3 separate regions of the Sus scrofa genome follow, and regions 1 and 2 are each linked to region 3. A link is a contact called in public HiChIP or PLAC-seq data. All regions are on one chromosome and are shown on one strand. The core of a region is the stretch at or near the end of the contact, and the rest is flanking DNA. Distances in the headings are between cores, read along the strand shown. Region 1 has its middle 85 kb from the start of GTDC1. Region 2 overlaps GTDC1 (glycosyltransferase-like domain-containing protein 1). Region 3 overlaps GTDC1 (glycosyltransferase-like domain-containing protein 1).

Region 1 (3,412 bases), core at 311-2,810, 170 kb before region 3:
AAGGGACCCTTTGTTTCCTGGTGGGCGTGATCCTAGGGTTACTGAAAGAGGAAGGAATGCTTGACAATTATCAGTCCAATGAGAGGCCTCAGAGCATGAGAACTGAGGAGGCTGTTCTGTGTGATTCTAGATAGGCAGTGTCTCCGCTGCTCTGAGCAGATAATCCAGGGTGATAATGAAGTAGTCACAAGGGTAAACCTTTGTAACAAGGCTCTGCTCACAATTCGAACCTTCTCGTTAGCCCTTTTGCATATTATACACAGAGACTTTTAAATCAAGAGATAGCCTTGTCTATCAGATGAATCGGCCCATACGGGGAACTTCTTTCGTAACTTGACAGAGACTCAGGAGGGGAAGCTGCTGGAGATGAAAACTGATGATCCACATAGCAGGAAAAGGTTTATAGCTTATGATTATTGTTTTCCTTTGGCTAATTTTAATTCTGATGAATACTAAGTTTTCTTTGGTACTTTTTGTTCCTTAAGTCTTTTTTTTTTTTTTCTGTTACATTGTTCAGCCAAGTATTTCTTAAGTCTCTGTGAAAACAACACCACGTATTTCTTAAGCCCATGTAAACAAACATTTCCATGAAGACGGGCTTGAAAAATATATGTAGATGGCAACCTGAAGGCCATTCCTACTGTAAACATGAAAAGACTTGACAGATTGATAGGTAAATAGATAGGTAGCATGCTAAAATGATGTTACTTAAAATGAATTAGAATGATGTTAACTCTTGCCATCCTGTTTAGTTACTTTCTGCTCCTCTAAATAGTCTAAATAGGTGGAATGCCTTGATATATTCTCTCTTTTTTGGCTTATTAAGATCAGGGTTTGTTAAAGTATTTTTAAAAATTTTATTTTATTGAAGTATACTTGGTTTTTACAATGTTCTTGGATGGAAGGACGCATGTCCAAATTCTTTTCAAACAGGTCATTTGTAAGTGTTTACTGATTGCCAGTCAACACCAGTCGTTGTGTTAGACAGCAGGAATAGATGTGAAATAATAAATATGGAAGCTCATGTGCAAACAGATTGTTACAGGGGCAACAGAGAGGCAGGTGTTCTGATCCTCCTGTGAGACCTCTGCCCAGGGGAGCTAGGAAAGGCTTCAGAGAAAAGAGGCTGTTTGAATTTGGCATTGAAGAGCCTATAGGAGTTTAACAAGTTGAGAAGAGAAGATAATGCTGGAAGGTACGGGAGTGTGAAGAGCTGCTGTAGGAACCATTTTCCTCAAGGGTTCAGCTATAATAAACTCCTTCTATGGGACCAAGTTGGACTTCATATTTGAACCAGAAAACAAGAAATCCACACTGTAATAGATTAAATTATGTCTACTCTCCTCAGTACTAATTACCTATTTTTCACAGTTGCTAATGAAGAACTCCACAAGGTAGCAGTATTTGGGCATGAGCTTTGTTGCTGGTGAACAACCTCCTTGCCTTATCGGGGGAAGGGGAGAGAAAGTCACTTCAAATTGCCTTCTGCCCACTATGGATAAATATGGCTGGAACGTAACCGGGAAAGTGATGCAAGCACCTGATTGATGGGTCATCTCCCACTTAGAGTCTGACCTTTCACCCAAAACAACACCATCTAGTGACTTCCAGATGTGGATGCTTGACCATTAGTAAGCAGTCAAGACCGAAACCTATTTCCTCTAAGTTATGAATAAATCGGTGACTTATAAGGATATCATCTCAGTATGACAAACACTGAGAGAAATTTGAGGAAATAAGCATTTTAATGAAGCTCTTTTTCTATTCCTCCTTCCTGAAAACCATATTTTAGAGTTAGCCTTCCTAACAGGAAATAGAATAGCTTGACAAAAGGAACCACACTGTATATCTAAACTGGCAGCATATTTGTATGGTGTGGTGTGATACGTATGTTCGCCGCCCTTTACTGGTTAAACTGTATTTCATTATCATCTCCTTATTTTCCACTTCTAATTCTAGCAGACCCATTTCCTATAAACAGGTCAGCTCTCTAACAGTTTTGAGCCTAAAAATTCTTTTTAACTGCTTAATCCCAACTTCATTAAGCAGTGTTTCCCCTCATTCTTAATTGTAGCTCCTCGGGCACACACATAACAGGTCTATTGCCATAAATGGGGGAAAATTAATTTATCACCAATTCCAACTGCATTGTGCATATGGATATTTATGCCATCTGTGGTTTTAAAAACTGCTAGGATTAGGACTATTTGATATTATTGTAATGAATCCGTGGATTTGATCATTATAGTAGTACAACATAATGATACCACACAATGCAAGAATCCTTGCAAATCATCAAGTTAATGCTTTAAATTCATTTTATTTAAAAATTGTTATACTTTGTTTAATTTAAAGAGTAGATGTTTTCGGTATTTTAGATTTGGGGATATTGTTTTTGTTTCTTGTGTTATTTTGTCATTTTGGCTTAACCTTTGTAAAGTTTAACATTCTCTATTATTGGTTCAAACCCCCTGAGTCTCTGTAGGTGTGGTAGTGTTCCAGAATGCTGAATCATAGGATGTGGATACTGAATAATTTTAAATAATGGCTACCAGTGAAAATGACATTACCATATCCAGATGTCTCCCACACTGTCCAAAGTCCAAGATAAAGCATCACATTGTCATTGACTTCTCTTTCCTTCTCTTCTCCTCCCCACTCAACACTTTCCCTTACCCTCTCCTTTCTCCCCTCCCCCCTTTATTCCTCCTTTTTTCTCTCTCTCCCTCCTCCTCTACCTCCACCCTCTCCCCCTCCTTCTCCTCCTTCTCTATTTCTTCCTCTTCTCATTCTTCAGTATGGACTAAAATTGAACCAACTACCTTATTTTGTCAGGGCGTTATTATTCTTTTGCATCTGAAAACTTCAACTAGAAAAAGGTATGATTGGATTTCCTTTACATGGTATGGAAAGCCCTAGGAAATAAGCTTTTGAGAAAACCAGGCTTCATATGTGTTGTGCTTAATAAACCAACAGCATCACAGGACCTTGAAAGACTACCATTAAACTAAAAGTTCTGTGTTCTCAAATTGAAAAATGAATCTGACAGGAAATATTCTGGGGATTTAGGAATCCATACCCTAAAGAATTCTCTTACATTGAAAGAATAAAAGCAATACCTATGGTTGAAACAAATATTTGAGTAGTAAGAGCACTCAAGACCTGAAACTTATTAAATAAAAAACATTAATTTTGTAATCATGAAGCTTCCTTATATAGTCAATGATATATCTTCAGAGATAATTCAACTACAGAAATTATCCCATACAGAGGAAACTCAAGATCTATATCTGACCTTTATCTAAATATAGCTGTTATTTACTTGCTGTCCAATCATCCACAGCTACTCTTTCATTGCTGTTTTAATGAATGTATGAAATCAAATAGTACAGTGCTTAATTTCTGGCAGAGG
Region 2 (3,267 bases), core at 165-2,664, 240 kb after region 3:
TCGCTCTAATTTCAGTGTTAGAAATTGAGGGCACAGAACTAGGGGTTGGTATTGGTCACAGAGTGAGCTTTGGCTTCTGAACAATTCTCTACCCTCGGTGAAGAATTTAAGACGTCATGGAGTTGAACTGGTGTATTAAATCCCAGGCACACGGTAGAGATTGTTTTGTGATCATAATGAATTAAGAGTAAAGGCATCAATGCATACATCTCTCCTTTTTCCTCTAGAGCCCAGAGGCATAGGGTACCTGGTGGTCTCTGGTGCTGGCAGCTATGTTCCCTGGTTTTCAATCGGCTTGGCTTTTCTCCTAGATTTTTGTAATAGCAGGCCGGGCGGGGGAAAAAGTAATCTACAAAATTGCAAATTGCAAAACAAAATATGCAAGTGCGTGTGTACGTGCGCACGCGCGCCCTATAGTATTTCACTGAAGATAATGAATTGCTACACTTTAAGCACTAAATATTAAAACTTAAAAATGTGTAAGTAATGAGGTTTTAGGAAGCAAAATGTACTCGGAGTATATATAGCACTTTTTTTTTTTTTTTTTTTTCCAAGAGGTTCCCCAGACCTCTGGGCGCGTCAGCAAACTGTCCTCCTACACGAGGAGCGAGCAGCTGCGATTTGGCCCCAGGCACCACCTACCCAAAGTCACTACCTAATGTATTTTACATTCGCACCGATGATAAAGAGGGAGAGGTGGGTTTAAAAAAAAAAAAAAAAAAAAAAAGAGAAGGTACCTTCCCCTCACCCCCAACATTCTGTGCTCCCTTTTGTCCCTGCCATCAGCTGACACGTGGAAAATGTGGTGTACGGTTTTGCTTGCCTTTAATCTGTAATTAAGGATTCCTTGTTCGGGGCTGGCTACCTCTTTGGTCTTCCCTCCCTGCCTCTCGGGTCTTCCGCCCTTGGTCGGGTCTGGCCCCGAGCCGCAAGCTGGGGACTCCGGTGGCCCGGCTGGGCCGCAGGGAGGGGTCGGTAGCGAGGTGCTCGGGCCCGGACGGAAGGAGCGCTCGCCTACCCGAAAGCGCGCGCCCGGGAACCCGACCCACTCGCCCCGAGCCTCCGACGAGCCTGCGCCCAGCGTCGGGTTAGAGGTGCCGGAGCCTGCGAGAGCCGGAGAGTCTGAGAGCGGTTCCGGGGCTTGCGGGCGCTCACCGCGCGTCTTCTCCCCGGGGCCGATGTGCCCCAGCTCCCGTCCGCGGCGGCGCTAGCCCTCGATGCCCTGCTCGGTCCCGTCCAAAGCGCCTGGAGGTAGTTCTACACCTCTTCCGGCGCAAAAAAAAGGGACGGAGGGGGGACGTCGAGGTCACAAAGTCGAGACCTAACCACTTCTGCGGCGCTGAGCTGGAGGAACCACGAGGCCGCAGGGCCAAGACAGCTCCGCGCCACCGCCGCGCTCCCGCTCACACTCGCGCGGACTCCCGGGCAGAGCCTCGCCTGCACGCGCACGCCAGCGCGCGCACAGCCCGACACGCGCACACTGTCACGCACCCTCACGGACACGCACCCCGCACGCGCGCACAGACACTCACATGCTGACACACGCACACGTGGCGGGAGGCCCAGTGCTTCCCCGGCTCCTTGGTGCCAGGCTTAACTGGTCCCCCTCCGCACCTCCGAGAAGGCGGCGCTGCCCCGGCGGGCAGAATTCTTCTCTATTCTTCTTAAGTGTTTTATTGAACTTGGTTTTGAGTCCGACAGGCTCAGTGCTCCGTGAGAGAATCCAATGAAGATGCACTAAGCAAAACCAAAAAAGTAATTTCCCTCCTCCTGTCCTTTAAAAAAAAAAAAAAAATTTAAGCCAAAACGGAGAATGGAGTGGGGTTGGGCACGGGGACGCCCCCCACCCCCGTAGGGATTCTGACTATTAATTTTAAAATACTCCCCTATGACTGCTTACTCAGCCCTGTTATTTCAGTCCCACCCGCTAGTCCTAGGACGCTTTCCTTTTCACTTCTTACCTGTGCTTTGGAGTGAAAACTGTTTCTCCTGATCTCCAATTGGTTATTTCGTTATTTCCGAGGCAGAAGGGGGTGAGGGACAGATGAGTTAAGCGGTGTTTGGGTGGGAGAAAATTTAGTTCTATCACACTGATTTCCAAAAAACTTGGGGAAACGTTTAATAGCATATTGAGGATTCGATATTTTTTAAAGCGTCCTCCTCCTTTCCCGTGTTACTATTTATCATCAGGTATTTATTTGCGTGTACACATTTAAAATTGTCTGTGAATGAGAAAAATGCCCCTTGTTCTGGATTTCACCAGCGCCTTTTGTGTTTCTGCCCATCTAGGTGTAGCATGCTTTCCTCTCTCCCACCCATCGCTAAACGGTGTCTTCAGTGATCAAACATAAGAAACCTTAGCCTGGAGTGGTGGTGACCATTGCTGGTCATCTGTTGCTCAAGATTTTATCTCCTCTGGTTGGGAATTGTCCTCAAATTGTAGAGTTGAAGATACAGGTTGGTTGATAGTTTAAAATGTGAGAAGAGCTCTCAGGAAGTAAACGTAGGTAGGGGAGTATGGCCCATGTCAGCTGCCCTTGGAAGGCAGGACAAGAACCCTTGGCTAGTGCATTGAAAAGAGACTGTAAACAATGATAATCAGGGCTTTCAAAAATCATATAACAGATTGAAATATCTGATTCATTATTTATTCATCACAGCACAACTTTGCAAATCTGAGAATAGTATTTGAAAACCCAGTGCCTGCTATTTTGTCCGTCAACTCAGCAAATGGGTCCCCCTTCCAAAAATGTGGCCAAAGGGTTAAAGCTGTAATTTTAGAAAGGAATTTCAGGAAAGGATATTAAGATCTGATATATTTCCTTTTCTTTTTGGCAATAATACCCTCCAAAGAAAAAAGGATATACTTATTAATATAATGATAATAGCTCTGCTTCTGAGTACAAGTATCAACTGATTTCTGTTTGTGAAAGTGTTTTTAAAACTGCGAGTACACTTTCACTACTATGAAAGCTGATGAGCCAATGAAGGAAACTTCTTTTAACTCCATAATAACAGTTACATAGTAAATGAACAGTGATGGTCAAATAGCCAATTACGGTATAAATATCCGCTGTTTACAGAGAGGTGTTCAATGAGCCTTTGGAATACAAAGGATTAGTCCCATCTGAGCTACCATTTGTTCCTCAGTGCATTATTTCTTCCCTTAAAAAGGCCAATGCCATTGTAGGTACTATGCACACAGAACATACTTCTCTATGTTGATTTTAGTTTGCTTTATTTCAATGCACACTGTTGTTTACTTTT
Region 3 (2,961 bases), core at 315-2,814:
GTAGACCCCCAGTGGATGACTGTGAAACGTTAACAGTACAGATGCATGTGTGGCCTAATACATTTATCCAAATGTTGCCATTTATTAGCCATAAGATTTGGGGAAATTGCTTAGCTTGTGTGAGGCTCAATTTTCTTGTCTCTTAAAATGCAACAGATAATAATGCAATGGAGTTCTTTTGTGGTGAAGTGGGTTAAGGATCTGGTGTTGTCGCTTCAGTGACTTGGATTGCTGCTGTGGCGTGGGTTTGACCCCTGGCCCAGGAACTTCCTCATGCCACAGTTGCAGATAATAATGATAATTGTTATTATTATTATTATTATTATAAAGCAGTGATATTGTGAACATGAAATTAAACCAAATGAGATAAGGTATGTAAGGAGCCTGACATAATGTCTGGTACAATGTTATGCCTCATACATTGTACAGCATTTCTTTATGTGTATTTAACACTGTACAATTTTCTCTCATCCTACATTACCTCATCTTTCAATTGAAACTCAGTAGCGATCAAGAAAGGTGGTGATAACATCTTTCTTAAACATGAGAAGGTTGAGTTTCAGAGAGTGATTAGTTCAGTATCATATGGCTATTTATGCTTAGGTTTTCTGATTCCTAGACCAGAAGCATTAGCCTTTTACCCACTTTATTTAAACTTCTAACTTCCTCATACACTTCTTTAAGTTTCTAGCTATAGGTTTAAGGGGTTAAGGGAGCCAGTGCTTTAATGGAATTCTTGATGCTTTTAAGTCTGTGTGCAAATGAAATAGCCTACTTAAAGGCTTTGGAAAATAATTTCAAATGCTAAACAAACACATGAAATTTAAATTTTAAAAAATTATTTTGTTATCACATTTATTTTCTTAATAATCACATTTTCTTTATTTTGTGGTAAATCAGAAACATCTAGAAAACCATCAGTTCCAAAAAAGAAAAGAAAAACTTCCTATAGTCATTTTTCTGTTCTAGTTACTGTATTAGCCTTGTTCAAATATTCTCTTAATGGCAAATTCTGTATTGCTCCTAAGGCTTTTGTTGAAGAATTCCTGAGAATTATAGCTCCCTATTTTTTGTTGGAGGAACTAATTTTATTAACATGTGGCAATTAAACTGACACTAGGAATTATGAGCAAATAATGTAGGGCACTGCAACATTGCAAGATTATCTTTTTTTTTTTTTTTAAGTTCACTGAAAGAAAACATTTCCAATAACTGTTAACAACTGTAGAAAATCTTGTGAAAAATTGATGGAAAGTACTCCACTCTTCTGCCATACCTGGGATTTAAAAAAGAAAGTTTGGACCACATATATACAGGATACCCCCCTCTACCTCTGTAAACTTCCTTCAATGTAAAGAGCTCAGGCAGGTGTTATTAATAAAAAATAATAATAAAAAACCCTTCTATTTTAAATAAGGATGCTAGTCTGCCAGCTTTGAAGCTCACACATACTCTCTAACTTATCCCAGCTTTTGCTCATCTGGTCTGTAAATGGCTCCTTTCATGTGGTCAGCCCACGAGTCGTGCGTAGTGCCGCTCAATCACGCCACTGTACGTCGCCATCATGAGGGTGGTTTGCATGATTTGCATTTCCTGTACTGTTTGAGCTTCAATGAGCTCCAAGCGCCACGTATGAAGAAACCACTGCCAAATAATGCAATGATTTTAGTCGAACCAGATGAGCTTGTGCTGGAGTCAGACTACCAAGTGGAGTTGGGAGGGGAAGGGGTGTTGTCAAGATTTCCTGTTAAAAAGGATTGCTCAAGATGTCCATACATGCAAGATGTGAATTTCTTAGCAAATCTGGCCATGGAATATAAGAAGGTTACTTTTAGGAAGATACGGCCGAAGTGCTGTGGTAAATAACCATATATATGTTAGTCTTAGAAAATTCAGTGTTTTATATTTTAGTGAACATCATGATGCCAATGTAATTATTTATTGTGACAATAATACATTTTGATGACATTAATTTCTAACCATACAGAGTTAAATTTAGCCAAAATTAAATTGATTATATTGATTACTTGTCCCCTTGTCCTGTGAAAGAAAGCTTATATTTTATTAAAAAGATGATCGATAAATGCTGTCGGACAACTATGACAGAAATGGCATAGTAGTGGGCCAATGAATAGCTACTAAAGTGGGGAAGGGAGGAAAAAAAAAAAAAAAAAAAAAAAAAACCTTGTACCAGATACTAGTCTTCATGAAAAACATAGACAGATGGGGAGACAGACCTATATGATGCCACAAATAGATGAATATCTTGTAAGGATTTCAAGCAAATGTTGAATGATCCAGTGAAATTTTAAAAGTTGGTTTAAAAGTATATCTTCTGCTTAAAATAGTGTTTATTCTGCTCACCTGAAACCCAACCTGTAAATTGTGCATGAAATGTTTTATCAATATTCGGCAAAAATAATATAGACTGAAACTATATAATGACAGAGGTATTAAAAAGCATCTCAGTAATATCATCACTTTAATTTTCTTAGACGTCTTGTACTCAGATATGCTATCATAATACCTGCAAGAAAAACCAGCAGTAATTCTGTTAACCATTAATTAATAATAGTCTCAAAAGTTTCCATTCTTGAATAGAGACAATTGAAGGATACTCTCTTTTCCTATATAATGTATATGTCATAAAAATGTACCTAATAACTAGCTGTGGATGCTACTCTATAGTTTAGTACCAGTTCACTTGATTATATCATACCAGTTAATCAGTGTCTATCATGTGTCCCCAACAGCAGTTTTAAAATATTCTAAAGGGGAGCTTCGAAGCTATAGGTACTTAATTGAGGAAATTACTGTGCTATTATTTATATTAAGAAAAGGTAGGAACCTTATCTGGATGAAAAAATAATGTATTATTATATGTATCATAAAATGGTTTTGCAGGTTGCATCTATCTTGCAGTCATCTATGCCTGAAGACATTCTTGTGTGATGAGGATTG

What was found. HiChIP or PLAC-seq counts read pairs in DNA pulled down with a chosen protein or histone mark.
Region 1: an H3K27ac HiChIP or PLAC-seq map of alveolar macrophages shows a contact between it and region 3. The contact joins two enhancer-like sites. A contact is called at or near these places in 2 of 2 datasets of contacts at active chromatin or transcription factors (alveolar macrophages and skeletal muscle).
Region 2: a contact with region 3 is called in an H3K27ac HiChIP or PLAC-seq map of alveolar macrophages. The contact joins two enhancer-like sites. A contact is called at or near these places in 1 of 47 Hi-C or Micro-C datasets (embryonic fibroblasts) and 2 of 2 datasets of contacts at active chromatin or transcription factors (alveolar macrophages and skeletal muscle).

Annotation. Positions count from the first base shown.
Region 1 is chr15:7,642,656-7,646,067 of Sscrofa11.1, forward strand. No RefSeq gene overlaps it. Among named protein-coding and RNA genes, the nearest start is that of GTDC1, 85 kb to the right of the region's middle. Within about 2 kb of position 1,561, at least 9 of the 83 cell types and tissues checked have an H3K27ac peak or open chromatin away from gene starts, as enhancers often do. A contact at or near this core is called in alveolar macrophages, where this site is marked.
Region 2 is chr15:8,057,612-8,060,878 of Sscrofa11.1, forward strand. All of the region lies in intron 12 of GTDC1 (glycosyltransferase-like domain-containing protein 1), which reads left to right. Among named protein-coding and RNA genes, the nearest start is that of GTDC1, 330 kb to the left of the region's middle. Within about 2 kb of position 1,415, at least 62 of the 83 cell types and tissues checked have an H3K27ac peak or open chromatin away from gene starts, as enhancers often do. A contact at or near this core is called in alveolar macrophages, where this site is marked.
Region 3 is chr15:7,813,142-7,816,102 of Sscrofa11.1, forward strand. The region is part of intron 5 of GTDC1 (glycosyltransferase-like domain-containing protein 1); the gene reads left to right. Among named protein-coding and RNA genes, the nearest start is that of GTDC1, 85 kb to the left of the region's middle. Within about 2 kb of position 1,565, at least 5 of the 83 cell types and tissues checked have an H3K27ac peak or open chromatin away from gene starts, as enhancers often do. A contact at or near this core is called in alveolar macrophages, where this site is marked.